2 separate regions of the Ovis aries genome follow, and region 1 is linked to region 2. The links are chromatin contacts, called in public Hi-C maps. All regions are on one chromosome and are shown on one strand. Each heading gives the region's core, a stretch centred on a gene start, on an enhancer-like site or on the middle of the called end of the contact. The rest is flanking DNA. Distances are from core to core; before and after follow the strand shown.

Evidence for each region. A called contact is a pair of places that touch in the nucleus more often than the background predicts.
Region 1: a contact with region 2 is called in a Hi-C map of liver, with 7 times the contacts expected there. The contact joins two enhancer-like sites. A contact is called at or near these places in 2 of 16 Hi-C or Micro-C datasets (both in liver).

What each region holds. Positions count from the first base shown.
Region 1 is chr5:52,575,431-52,582,353 of ARS-UI_Ramb_v3.0, reverse strand. No RefSeq gene overlaps it. Among named protein-coding and RNA genes, the nearest start is that of TRNAC-ACA, 150 kb to the right of the region's middle. Within about 2 kb of position 3,168, at least 1 of the 54 cell types and tissues checked has an H3K27ac peak or open chromatin away from gene starts, as enhancers often do. A contact at or near this core is called in liver, where this site is marked.
Region 2 is chr5:51,919,718-51,926,784 of ARS-UI_Ramb_v3.0, reverse strand. The region is part of intron 20 of ARHGAP26 (Rho GTPase activating protein 26); the gene reads right to left. Among named protein-coding and RNA genes, the nearest start is that of NR3C1, 190 kb to the left of the region's middle. Within about 2 kb of position 2,249, at least 6 of the 54 cell types and tissues checked have an H3K27ac peak or open chromatin away from gene starts, as enhancers often do. A contact at or near this core is called in liver, where this site is marked.

The DNA of each region.
Region 1 (6,923 bases), core at 1,919-4,418, 650 kb before region 2:
CTTTTATAAAAATTAAATCATAAATATATGTGCTGTTTTGATTTTTTCACTTAGCCAAATATTATGGACATTTTCTCATGCCCTTGTGTATGTGTGTACTAAATTCCTTTTGCTGGCCACTTAGTATTCCAGCCTATGGATGTACCATAATTTATCTAACTGTTGCCCCAGTTATGGACACTTCACTTTGTTCTTAAGTTTTCTTCCTTTTAGAAACTGTCACAATAAAAACTCTGATATAATCAAGCAAACATTTTCTAGGAGACATTTCTAAAGGTTTAATTCCTAAAAATAAAGGCTGACATAGTAGAGAGAAAAAGGTGATGTAAACTGACTGTCATATTATTCTACACAACATTTTAACTGCTCTTTTTCCCATTAGTTAGTTGGGAAGAGGGCTCTGTGCTTACCTGATGTTAGTATTATAACTCCAGCTTAGTGTGGTTGTGCTTGAAGTCACTGCCCTCTTTGATAGGGCTCTAGATCGTCTCAGAACAAGGAGTTAATAGAAAGGACCGTAGAGCATGGTGGGTTGATCCTATTTGGAAAAAAAGAGATACACAGGCTCATACATGGACTTTTCACTCCACTCTACAGAGAAAAGGCAAGGGCATGTTTCCTGTTTCCTTGAATTAACTCCACTTCACAATCAGCTCATCATCCTCATGCATCCACATGAAAATTCTGGGCTTCCAGCTAGACTACACTAATGTCATCATTCATAAGTGGGGGAATACCTGTGCCATGCATGCATTCTAAGTCGCATCTGACTCTGCGAACCTATGGACCATAGCCTGCCAGGCTCATCTGTCCATGGGCTTCTCCAGGCAAGAGTACTGGAGTGGGTTGCCATGCCCTTCTCCAGGGGATCTTCCCAACCCAGGGATTGAACCCACATCTCTTATGTCTCCTGCATTAGCAGGCATGTTCTTTACCACTAGCGCCACCTGGGAAACCCTCATAATTTTCAATTTAATCAGTTTAGAACTAAACATGCAGAGACTATGGAAAGAATGGGCTGCTTCAGAATTGAGCATGAAACTTCTGAGCAGTATTTTCTGCTTATTATTAGCAAAACTTCAAATCAGAGCTGATGTTATCTGGGGTAAAGGAGACTTGTGTTAAGGGTTATTTTTTGTTTGTTTTTTACTGGTGATAAACTGGGGCCATACTTGAAGCAATGCATGACTCTTGATATTTGCATAGGATAAGCTTACATCCATTAGAAAAGCATGTTGTTCATTTAATTTTCCACTAAAATCAATGGTTTTAATAAGAAAATTATGAAATCTAAAACTTGAAGAAGCAATTGGTCTCGCCAATAACAGACCATGCCAGAGCCTACCAAGAACATTTTTTTCCTATGGCTAGCTCACCTGTAATTCATTCATTAGAAAGGCAGTTATGTCTACAAGCAGAAAACCAGACTGCTGAGCTGGAGAGTTTTAATAACTGGACTCTGGGAATAACTGATGAATAATGTTGAAAAACATTAAGCCAGTATTTTTCCTGATACTGTATATTTCTTGGCAGCTTTCCAAAGCAACTCCATGAAAGGGGCCTTTTATTTTAGAGCCAAGCCTATCTAAAATAAGATGATTCTTTTAAGAACAGTTTTTCCATAAGCCCGGGTTTTAAGAGTAAGAATATCCAATCTCACCCTCTTCATGACTGAGTTAAGGAAAGAGATTTGAGAAAATTTGTTCTGTGACCATGACTCTGGGTATTTAAAAAAATCAACAGGGAGCTTTGAAAATAGATAAAAATCTAAACTGTCAACATAGCCACACTGATAGACAAGGTATTACCATTATGGCAATACCTCTCTAAGCTATTTGTTAAGCTGGAAACTTTCAAACATGATGGGGATTCATCTCAGATTATCTACTAGCAAGTTGACAGCATATTGTAGTAGATTTTTAAGTTGTCTCTACCCAATTTGCAAGGACCCCCTATAACTGTTCATTTAAGCTTGAATGGTGGGTCCCTGGCAGGCAGTTTATATTTTATGATTCTCCTAGCCCTCTCTGCCACCAGCCAGCCAGATTCTCTTTCCCAAAAGTTTAGGATTTAGACTAAAAAATATGGTTGAGTCTGGGCCAGTAAATGGAAGAAATCTGTCATTAATTCTGGAATCCCCACCTTCTATTATCATGTGTATCAAGAAGAAGAAAGAGCCTGACAGAAAAGCTAATGCAGAGAGATAAGCAGAAAAGGGAGATGAAAGAGGGGTCTTTACGGTTTCTGGTTCTGGTGATTTCCTGAAGCCTGGCTGAGTTCTTGACTTTGGGGTCTTTATGATAGATAATCTTCTCTATCCTTATAGCAGATACCCCATTTTTACTTACCTTAATCTGAATAGAATTCTATTACTTGCAACAAAAGTTCTAACTAATGCCCATGTTAAGAGTATACATTTAAGGAGAGGTCAGCTTTGGGCTTCCCTGGTAGCTCAGCTGGTAAAGAATGTGCCTGCTTTGCAAGAGACCCCAGTTCAATTCCTGGGTCAGGAAGTTCTCCTGGAGAAGAGATTGGCTACTCATACCCCCTCTAGTATTCATGGGATTCCCTGGTGACTCAGACGGTAAAGAATTCTTAACCATTGCATGTAAGGAAACCTGCAATGTAGGAGATACGGATTCAATCCCTGGGTTGGGAAGATCCCCTGGAGGAAGGTATGGCAACCCACTCCAGTGTTCTTGCCTGGAGTATCCTCATGGACAGAGGAGCCTCGTGGACTACAGTCCACGGGGTCGCAAAGATTCAGACACAACTGAGAGACTAAGGGCAACACAGCACACAACTAGGTACAGAGGAGAGGGAGGAAAGAGGAAAGAAAACAGTCATTGAAAATTCTTTGTGTCAAGCAATTTGGTAAACACTTTAAAAATTATTCTTACCCCTCAAAGTATCTCTAAAAAATGGATGTTATTTTCCCTCACTTTTTCAGGTAAGAGATCTGAATTTCAGACATTCATTCTTGAGTCACATGGCTAGCTGGTAGCAGATCTGGGGATTTTACTCAGATTTTGGTAGCTTGGGCTGGACTTTGGCCTGACTTTGACAAATAACAGTTACCTTGATATTGGTCAATCTTGAGCAAGCCACTTTACCCTATTTGAGCCTTTCTTTCCCTTTCTGAACATGAGCAACTTGGGTAAATATAATATTACCTGTTCCGTTCCAAGTCTAATAGCACAGTGTCATTTGATGGACTTATTTAGAACAGTGCTTCTCAATATCATGGTGCTTAGCTGGGGGGTTGGGGGAGTGAGGAGAAGGCAGGGGTGAGTTATATCCAGGCCTCCTTGGGTGTCTTCTTAAATTGTAAGCATCCATCATCTCCTTTCCCTCCCCAGAAGCTATAGTGAGGGTGAGATAGTTGTAAGTAACAGAGCAGGGATTTGAACTCAGAGATATCTCATCATTTCATCATACCACTGCCCTCTCTTTACTATACTTATTGAAATGTAGAAGAAGCTCATTTTTTTCAACTGAATTTTGTTAATTTTGACCATAAATAACTAATGTGTCCTATTTTGAGTGCTTTGCACATTTTAGAATTAGTTTGCCCATTGCTATTAAAAGTCTCTCTGGTATTTTTATTGGAATTGTACTGAATCTATAGATCATTATAAGGGTATTGCTATCTTAATAATATTCAGTCTTCAAATCTATAAACATAGTGTACTTCTCAATTTTTTCAAAAATCTTCTTGAATTTCTCTTAGCCCTGTTTTTTGTTTTCAGTGTAAAATTTTTGTATGTCATTTTTTATTTCAGTTCAGTCACTCAGTCGCATCTGACTCTTTGCAATCCCATAGACTACAGCACAGCAGGCTTCCTTGTCCATTGTCAGTTCCCAGAGCTTGTTCAAACTCATGTCCATCGAGTTGGTGATGCCATCCAAATAACTCATCCTGTGTCATCTCCTTCTCCTCCTGCCTTCAATCTTTCCCAGCATCAGGATCTTTCCTAATGGGTCGGCTGTTTGCATCAGGTGGCAAAAGTATTGGAGCTTCAGCCTCGGTCCTTCCAATGAAAATCCTCTGCCTTTTCTAAATCCAGCTTGTATATCTGGAAGCTCTTGATTCACATACTGTTGAAGCCTGGCTTGGAGAATTTTGAGCATTACGTTGCTAGCGTGTGAGATGAGTACAGTTGTGCAGTAGTTTGAACATTCTTTGGCATTGACTTTCTTTGGAATTGGAATGAAAACTGACCTTTTCCAGTCCTATGGCCACTGCTGAGCTTTCCAAATTAGCAGGCATATTGAGTGTAGCACTTTCACAGCATCATCTTTTTGGATTTGAAATAGGTCAACTAGAATTCCATCATCTCCACTAGCTTTGTCCGTAGTGATGCTTCCTAAGGCCCACTTGACTTCACATTCCAGGATGTCTGGCTCTAGGTGAGTAATCACACCATCATGGTTATCTGGGTCATAAAGATCTTTTTTGTATAGTTCTTCTGTGTATCCTTGCCACCTTTTCTTAATATCTTCTGCTTCTGTTAGGTCCATACCATTTCTGTCCTTTATTGTGCCCATCTTTGCATGAAATATTCCCTCAGTATCTCTAATTTTCTTGAAGAGATCTCTGGTCTTTCCCATTCTATTGTTTTCCTCTATTTCTTTGCGTTGCTCACTGAGGAAGGCTTTCTTATCTCTCCTTGCTATTCTTTGGAACTCTGCATTCAAATCGGTATGTATTTCCTTTCCTCCTTTGCCTCTAGTATCTCTTCTATTCACAGCTATTTGTAATGCCTCCTCAGACAACCATTTGGTCTTTTTGCTTTTCTTTTTCTTGGGGATGATCTTAATCACCACCTCCTGTACAATATCATGAACCTCCATCGATAGTTCTTCAGGCACTCTGTCTGTTACATCTAATCTCTTGAATCTATTTGTCATTTCCACTGTATAATCGTAAGAGATTTTATTTATTTTTAAAAGTGGTTTTCCCTACTTTCTTCAATTTAAGTCTGAATTTGGCAATAAGGAGTTCATGATCTAAGCCACAGTCAGCTCCAGGTCTTATTTTTGCTGACTGCATAGAGCTTCTCCATCTTCAGCTGCAAAATATAATCACTCTGATTTTGTTATTGATCATCTGGTAATGTCCATGTGTAGAGCTGTCTCCTGTGTTGTTGGCAGAGGGTGTTTGTTATGACCAGTGTGTTCTCTTGGCAAAACTCTGTTATCCTTTTTTTTTTTCCTTCTGTTATCCTTTGCCCTGCTTCATTCTGTACTCCAAGGCCTGAGTATTTTATGTTCCTAAGGACTATTGCAAATAATATTATGCTGAGTTCATATTCTCCAATTGTGTGTCACTAATATATAGAGATATGACTGACTTTTTTGTATTAAAATTTTTTCCTTTGACCTTATTATACTAGAATTTTGTTAATTAATGACACAAGAAAATTTGGATATGAAAAAGAATCTCACTTTGGAGTCAAACTGACAAAGTATACTTGGTAGGCAAAATAATGCCTCCTCCCTCAAAGATAGCCATATCATAATCCTTAGAACCTATGTGACTATGTTAGGTTACATCTCAGTAGAGAATTGAGGTTGTAGACATGATTAAAATGGTAAACCCAGTGCTTTTGAGAGGGGGATTATTTTGGACTGTTTGGGTGGACCTAATGTAATCAAGAGTTGTTAAAAGTGAATGACGAGAGCTAGAAGGAAATGTAAGTACAGAAGAAAGAATAGAGAGATGAAATGTTGGCTTTGAAGGTGGAGGATGGGGCTATGAACCAAGAAATGCACAAAACATCTAGATGCAGAAAAAAGCAAGAAAATGGAGTATTCTATAGACCTTCTAGGGAAAAAAAAATATAATCCTGCCAACAGTTTGGTTTTGGCCCAGTAAGGCTCCTGTTGAACTTCTAACCTCAAGAAATGTAAGATGATAAATCATGTTGGCTTAAACCATTAAGTCTGTGATAATTTGTTCTGTTAGCCATGGAAAACTAATACAGTGTTGTTCCAAGTCACCCTCTGTTCATGGAACCTGCCCCATGCTGGCATGCTGCAAATAACCAGCTTTGGAATCAGGAGCACTACACGACTGAGCGACTGAACTGAACTGAACTGATGTTGCAAAACTGAAGAGTCTTCAGAAAAGTTTAAAAGCAGATCATAAGCATTGACAAAATGGACGCTAGATAAACAGAATACTTGGTGGATGCCATGTGGTAATGGCTAACCAGAGGGATTTGTAGGAATAGAGGAAGCACCACTTGAGAGGATGTCTTCTAGTGAGGACAGGCAAGTCAGAGTCTGAAAGACATTGTAAGTTTTATGTATATGATCCCATATGTAGCCCTGTGTAGGTGAGACCAAATGACTTGGGTTATACTAATAATAATAGTTAAGTAAACTAATATTTGTTAATATTTTAAGTGTTTTTAAGTATAATTTGGAAACATTAAAAGTTGGTCCTATAAGGAGATCATCCTTGAATATTTGTATTCCAATATCTTGAGCAGGGAAATGAGGTAGACTCAGCCCCAAGCCTGTCCTCTCTCTGCTGTGTACATCATGGTGAGCTCCCACCATGGAAGATTCATTGACAAGTATAGTGATTATAGATTATTGTCATGTGTTTAAGTTGTGATTTCAATATGCGTCCTGCTATTTCCTTTTTGGCCCATGTCTATATTTTTAGTAAAAAATAAAGAAAGGATAGATGAATAAAATATAGTATATTTTTATCTTCAGTATGTCAGTAAGAATGATGCTATAAAGTTTCAATTAACAATAAAACAGGAGCTACAAAGGCCAAATCATAAATAAAGTGAATTTGAAATAACATTACTCATCAGTTCAGTTCAGTTCAGTTCAGTTGCTCAGTCATGTCCAACTCTTTGCGACCCCATGAATCACAGCACGCCAGGCCTCCCTGTCCATCACCA
Region 2 (7,067 bases), core at 1,000-3,499:
TCTGTACTGTAGCATGAAAGCAGCCGCAGACAAGATGTACATGAAACAGTTTGGCTGTGTTCCAGCAAAACTTTATGCTTATCAAACACAGGGGGCAGGCTGGATCTGACCCAGTAGCTACAGTTTGTGAGCCCATGTTCTAGAGTACAAGTTGCGAGCACTGCTAAATCAATTTTTGTTTTGATATCCAACCAGTTCCAACGGATCTATGACTTCTCAAAGGTCATAAGAAAATGGATGTTTAGCAGTCAAAGGCTGGCTCTTCATTTGCTGAAAGCAACCTCTTTCTTCTTCTAAGCTATCTAAGGAAGCATATTTAGGGGCTCCAGGGTAGAGTAGCCGAACAGCAAGTAGTCGTCTGGGTTAGACAGTTATTCAAGAGATATGTATTATTTGCTTTACCTTTATTTGGCTAATGAAGGGCCTCAAGGACCCAGGGAGGCTAAACCTCCATTTCGAGTCACTGAGTGAGATTTAGTAGAGGAATGGTCTCAGGTAATCTGACATGATCAGAAGGAGCAGGGCATTTTCAATCACTACAGAACTGTTACTCTTGGAGTCACCAAGTCCAGCTTCCCTCTGGGAAAGAGGCATCATCGATGTTTGGAAACCTATACAATGGCCAAGCATTTAAAACTTTTAGTCTTGGTTCCATGAAAACTGAAGGAAAGGTGACGTACCAGGTCTATTGTGTGGATAAATGGCTATTCAGAATTTGTTGCTGAGGTGCAGTTTACTGGTGTTTTCTCTGGTCTTCTAGTAACCAGGAAATAACCGGGTGGGAGGAAACTGGGCAAGTGGGAGAACATTAAGTGGGTTTGCTGGGAGTGGAAGGAGGAAGAGCCTTTAGAATGTATCAGCTCCAGCTGGAAACCAGCTCCTCCTACATAATTATCATTAGTGTTAGGATTAAGTTCAGGACAAGGGGCAGAGGCTGTGAATCTAACAAAACCAAGTCTATGTGTTGACCACCAACGGCCAAACAGCCAATGTGGGATTAAAGTTTTATTGTTTTATTTTGCTGTTTTTTGTTTTTTTTTTGCTTTTGATGGAATGGGGAGCAGAGACCATCTGCTTGTGAAAAGTGTTAAAACAACCAAAATTCTGAACAGACAGGCAAGGGAAGCCTGCAATGACATGAACATGGAAGGAGAACGCAGTGGCCATGAGCCAGGGTCATTGTCCCTGGAGGACGGGGCAGGTGGGGGGAGAGGCCAGGGACCAGGGACGGGGAGATAAAAGGTGAGGCAAAAATCATCTGAGGCAAGGCTTCTCTGGCTGGGTTTTCATAGAGGTTACTTATTAACCTCCTCAAATACAAGGAATGGGACAAAACAGGGACAAGCCAGGGAAATCAGCTGGAGTACCTGACAGGAAGGAAAGAGGGGGAATACCTCAGATGCCTAAGATTGTCTTTCAAGAGGAGTAAATTTTTCACTAATATCTGGTTTGGGGGATTTAATAACAATAACATTCAATAAAGCAGCATATTAAATATAAGAACAAAGTTCAGGAGAGAATCTTGCTTTTGTTTCAAATTAAAAGGTGACTGACAGTTTACAAGAGGGCTTCCTTCTACCTCCATGGCACGTGCACCAAGAATGGGAGAAAGGATACAAGGGCTGCTTCTAAAAGGAACTACTCCTGCTCCCCAAGACGAGGGCTGGCAAATAAGACACGAGGCAGCTAGTTAAATCTGAAGTTCAGATCGACGAGGGATACTATTTTAGTGTATGGCCCAAATATTGCACAGGATATACTTAAAAAAACGTTTGTGGTTTACAATTCAAATATAACTGGATATTCTGAATCTTCATTTTATTTGCTAAATCTGGCAGCCTACGCAGGGGAAAGTTTTCTGTTTGTAAGAATTTGCTAGACTGAGTCCCACTGAGTCCCAAAGAGTCCCATGTCACACTCTCTCCTTATCAAAAGCCTTGAGCAGTTTGCATTAGGTAGGGTTTCTACCAAAACAGATCCTGTTGGCACACAGGTTTTATTTGTAGGCTTTGGCTCTGATTAAAGAAATACAAGATCTCCACTTTGGTTCTTCTGCTCCCTACTCTCTGCAGAGCACCTCTACCCTGGACACAGAGAGCCTGGGGTGCCTGTGACTCTTCTGCGATGGTGCCCTTCAGACCTCAGTGGGGCCTTCAAGGGCACAAACAAGCTTGGAACCTTCTGCTAGTTCATTTTTAATTTTCACCTCTGAGCATGGCACAGGGCCAGGAAAGCACTCAGAGGAGTTTCCCTCAACTGCCCTTGCAAGCTCTGCAAAATGACAACCCACTATCTGCACTGTCCAGGGAGGCGGGCTCAGCTAGACTGGCGAGATGCAATAGTCTGATCATTTTGGCCTAATTTCCAGGAGCCCTTGTGTGATTCCAAGTTAGGAATTTGGTGAGGAGCTTTTCTAGGGGTGCAAGTGAAAGTAAAGGGAACACTCCTCCAGTCCCCTTTCTCTGCTGTGCTGTGCAAGGCATCTCCATTCCTGAGCTTGAAGTAACAAGCAAAGCAATGCTTTGAAGAGGGGGGACCAAACCTCTTCCAGAGAAGTTTATATAGAAGTTCATGGGCCCATTCATTAGGTCTAATTATGTTTTTATTTTTAAAAGCTCTGTCTAGGGAAGGAAATCTGGAACTTCATGTTCTGAAAGTGCATTTGGGGGAATGGTTCACTGGACCTGACAAATGGGTATATGCCCCCACCTCTTGGCTGCATATTGCAACAGCAATTTCGGGATTTTTGCCCTCTGTTCGCTGGCTCCCCGCCTGTGTCCCCATCCATGCTCACTTTGGCACACATGGTCAGCTCAATGATAGCCAATTCTAAGTCCTACTCTGTCTTGCCTATTTCAAAATGGCAGCGTCCTACAGGGCTGTGCAACAGCATCATCCAAATGGTGCATTACAACAACGGCCAGAGTGAATGGGCCTGAGTAACCATGAACCCAGACACGTGGGGTGTGCAGATTCTGCTGCCACTGTCCTCTGCCAATCTGGAAATACTCTGGAAAAGGAAAAGCTAAAAGAGTAAAACCTGGAAATTCCTGGGTGACAGGAGTAGAGAGGTGGAGATACCGGACAGGCAATAGGGCCCCAAAGCTTAGAGATATAGAAAAATGAAAACCGTCAAAGCAGAGCACATTTCAGTCTTTTTTAGCTGAATTATTCTACTGTCCTGAGTCCCCCCAACCCATTCTATTCAAGGGCCAATGTTCTGAAGATTTTACTTTCTTTTGATCAAAATGAAGGAGCCACATTTTGGCTCTGGTTCAGGTCTTCATGGGGCAATCAATGATCTAACCAGAACAATTCAAGCCATATATCTGGTGTCCTATAAAGTTAACATCTCCCAGAATGTACCTAAGAAACAAGTAGGAGATAATCTGAGTGTCAAGAAAAGTATAATCTGAATTTTTACCTTATTCCCAGGGTGAGGATAAAAGGATATAGTGAAAAGCTCTCTCTTTCCCATTTTAAAGGAAAAAGCTAGACATAAAACCTAGGAAAGCAAGCCAGGCTATCGGGCTGGGAAGCATGAAAACTCAAATCTGGGGCTACCCATGTGTTTGGAGGAAAGAGTGCTGGTTGAGGGCAAGAAGTCCTGAGTTCTGGATTGGACCTCATGAGCCATGTGACTGCAAGCCACTTCTCTGTGCCTTAGTTTTCCTTCTCTGTAATATGGTTCAGGCCATTTCTTCTCTCATTCTCATGTGAAGATACAATGAAATGATAGGTATGGAAGTGCCTGGAGGAGAATAAAGTAATGTGTGTGCCTGTGTGTGTGTGTGTGTGTGTGTGTGTGCACGCGCTCAGCTGTATCCAACTCTTTGCCACCCCATGGACTGTAGACCACCAGACTCCTCTGTCCATGGAATTTTCCAGGCAAGAATATTGGAGTGGGTTGCTATTTCCTACCACAGGGGATCTTCCTGACCCAGGGATTGAACCCACACCTCTCACACTGGCAGGCAGACTTTTACCACTGTGCTACCGGGGAGCACCCACATATGTATGTGGGGCTTCCCTGGTGGCTCAGACGGTAAGGCGTCTGCCAGCAATGCGGGAGACCCGGGTTCGATTCCTGGGTCAGGAAGATCCCCTGGAGAAGGAAATGGCAATCCACTCCAGCACTCTTGCCTGGAGAATCCCATGGACAGAGGAGCCGGATAGGCTACAGGCTACAGTCCATGGGGTCGCAAAGAGTTGGACACGACTGAGCGACTTGTACATATATATAAATAGCATGGTGTTTCTTTTTTTTTTTTAAAGTGAGACACAGCTTTATCGATTATTTAAGCCTCTCTGCTGGGCCTCCCCTTTGGAGAAAACCAGCTATGAGTAAAAGATGGATGAGAAAACACTGCCACGGCCTGAGGTACTGATGAAGCTTATAAGTAGGCTCTGTGTTTGGGCTGTCTGAAAGCAGAGCCTATCACTGCAAGATACACACATGCTGGGGACATACACAGCAGAGGGACTCTGCAGAATCCTCATGAATTTTTTTGTAGCATTTAAACAGCTTCTTTTTTCCAAAGAACTCAGATACAAAGAATTAAGTCTGCATGTCATCAAAGCAGGGAAAAACTACAGCCTGGGCCTTGGAGGGAGGAATTAGGTCAACCCTCAGAAAGAGGTTTTACCTGTTCCCATAAGAGCTAAGGGTTTATGACACCTGGAGACAGACGCAGGCTGGGAGCATGAGGGTTCCTGGGACTGCATGGAAGGTAAGGAACAATTTATTCTGTATTATATTTGTCTCTCTCCTAACTGGTCTGGGTCTCATCATCTAGGTATCAATATTCATGGCCAAAAACCCAACTCCACGAATAAATGTTGCCTGATGCTACCTGATAAAAATGAGGGAAGAAAAGGCTGGCACGTGTCTCAGCACTGTTCCCCTTGAAATTATCTTGTGCTAAAGCACAGAGAGCCTCCTGATTCAGAGAGCAATCTAAACAAGAGCCCTTTCAAGAAGCACTCTCTCCCCAAACTCTAGGCACCACAGATAAATTCAGGAACTGGAGGAAGGGTTCAGAGGGGCACGAGAAATGCCATGCTTGTTCATGCAAATGGTCCCTCCCAGTTGGTCTCTGAGGCTGGAATCCCTGACCAGCTTTGGATAAGCAGGAACAGAGTGATCATCATCCATGATTTTACCTGGAGTCTTCGCGAACTGCTTCTTCTGGCCTGTCAAAAAGCAAGTGCAGGTTTGGATGGCAGGGAACAAAGTTGACGAGGAGGCTGAACACTGCATGAAGAGAGGACCAAGCCGATGAGAGAACAACGGCAGCAACAAAAAAGCAAACAAACCCTGCAACAGACCTGATGGGGGATGAGTCGCTGGACGTGGATGAAGTGGGCATAGGGCTGGATGGCGCCGAGAACATGGGCCAAGATGGCGAGAGGGGTGAAGTTGGGCTTGGATTCGGGGGGCTGCAAGACATAACCACCAAAAAACTCGTCAGCACACAGGGAAACCACAGCAGGAGCACAGGAGGGTCAGAGGAGGCTGAGCAACAGGGAGTTGGAGAGACGGGAGGGGCACTGAACCCAGACTGCGTCTTCAGCGCCAAGGCACATTTCTCCAGACCAGACCCCCGTGTCTTCCAAGTAATGCCTGCTCTGGAATTCCTCGGGGTGTTAACATGTCTCTTCGCCCCGCAGAACAACTGCTTTCTAGGTGATAGGAGCTTCCGCAGTCCTGTCTGTTGTGCCTTTGGCCATCAGTGAAAAATGCCCTGAACCCACATCCATGGGTTCCCGCACACACATCCTATCACTGACCTCCATCTGGGGCAGGGCTAGCTTATAACCAGCCTCCAGCTTCCACCACTATGGGTTTCGAAAGTTGTGTCTCAGCAAAAATGACCTTTTTTTTGGCGGGGGGGGGGGGGGGGGGGAGCCACACAGGCCAGTCCGCCAGAAAACGATTTCCTGTTTACATTGTTAACTAAATGGGCTGTGTGCCATTGGAGACCCAGAGAAGGGCTGCATTAGGACAGTGATCGCAGGTGGAGGATGGGTCTGCACACACACCTCCCAGGAGAGGGCACACGACTGCGTGCAGCACCCCGTGGCCCCTCGGAGGTTTGCCTTCCAGGCTTATTCTTTCTCTTTTCAATGATTTTGGGCATTTTGATGCTTGAAGAAAAAGTCCCAGATGGAAGGCAATGTAAAAATGAACTGAAAGCTTAAATCTGTCAATTTGTTTTTTGCTGGGTGGCTGATCAAAAAACTGGACAGGAAAGGTTGAAATCATTCACTAAAACATGGTTGGTGGCTTTTAAGTAATCATGCTAGCCCTTTGACTTATTTCACAAATTATACAAACAAACATCTAGCAACTCTGTAAAATTGCATTAAGTCATAGATAGCACAAACACCAAAACAACGCAGAAACCACCCAGCCACACCACCTGCAGCCCTGGACGGCAGCTGGCCTTTCTGACCCAAGCACTGTACGAATCCAATTCCAGGGAACACACTGTCTAAACATTCCAGGATTTAGCAAGAACACATAAATGTCCTACTTAATGAGATATCTTCAACTCAGATGAGAGACTCAATAATGGCCTTAATTATCTACAGTTGTAACATAAATTCCTACAGAAATGTACAGTAAAATCCCACTGTGTGAGTTCATTGAATATCCTCAGACTAACTGAATGAAACATTTAGTAAATGCCACTATGGGTACTTGCTTCTAGAACATAAAATCTATGAGCAGGGAGTTTTGTTCGTTTTGTTTACTGCTGTACATCTAAAATAGTGCCTAAGAGGTTTTCAATAAATTATTATTCACTAAATTAACGAATCCCCTTTAACCCAACTATCTAGCCAAGAGGCATTATAATTCCCATTTCATAGGTATGGGAACTTGGGCCAATTTGAGGCTTACCTAAAGATACTCAGGCTGTAAGTGTCAGGACTGAGGTTCAATCCAATCCAAGCACAGGGCTCTTGCTGCCATAGTGCATTGCTGCTGGGTGGTAGGACTTGCTTTGGTCCTCTAGGCTATGCCAGGCTTCTTTATAGATCCACCAGAAACCTTCTTAACCACT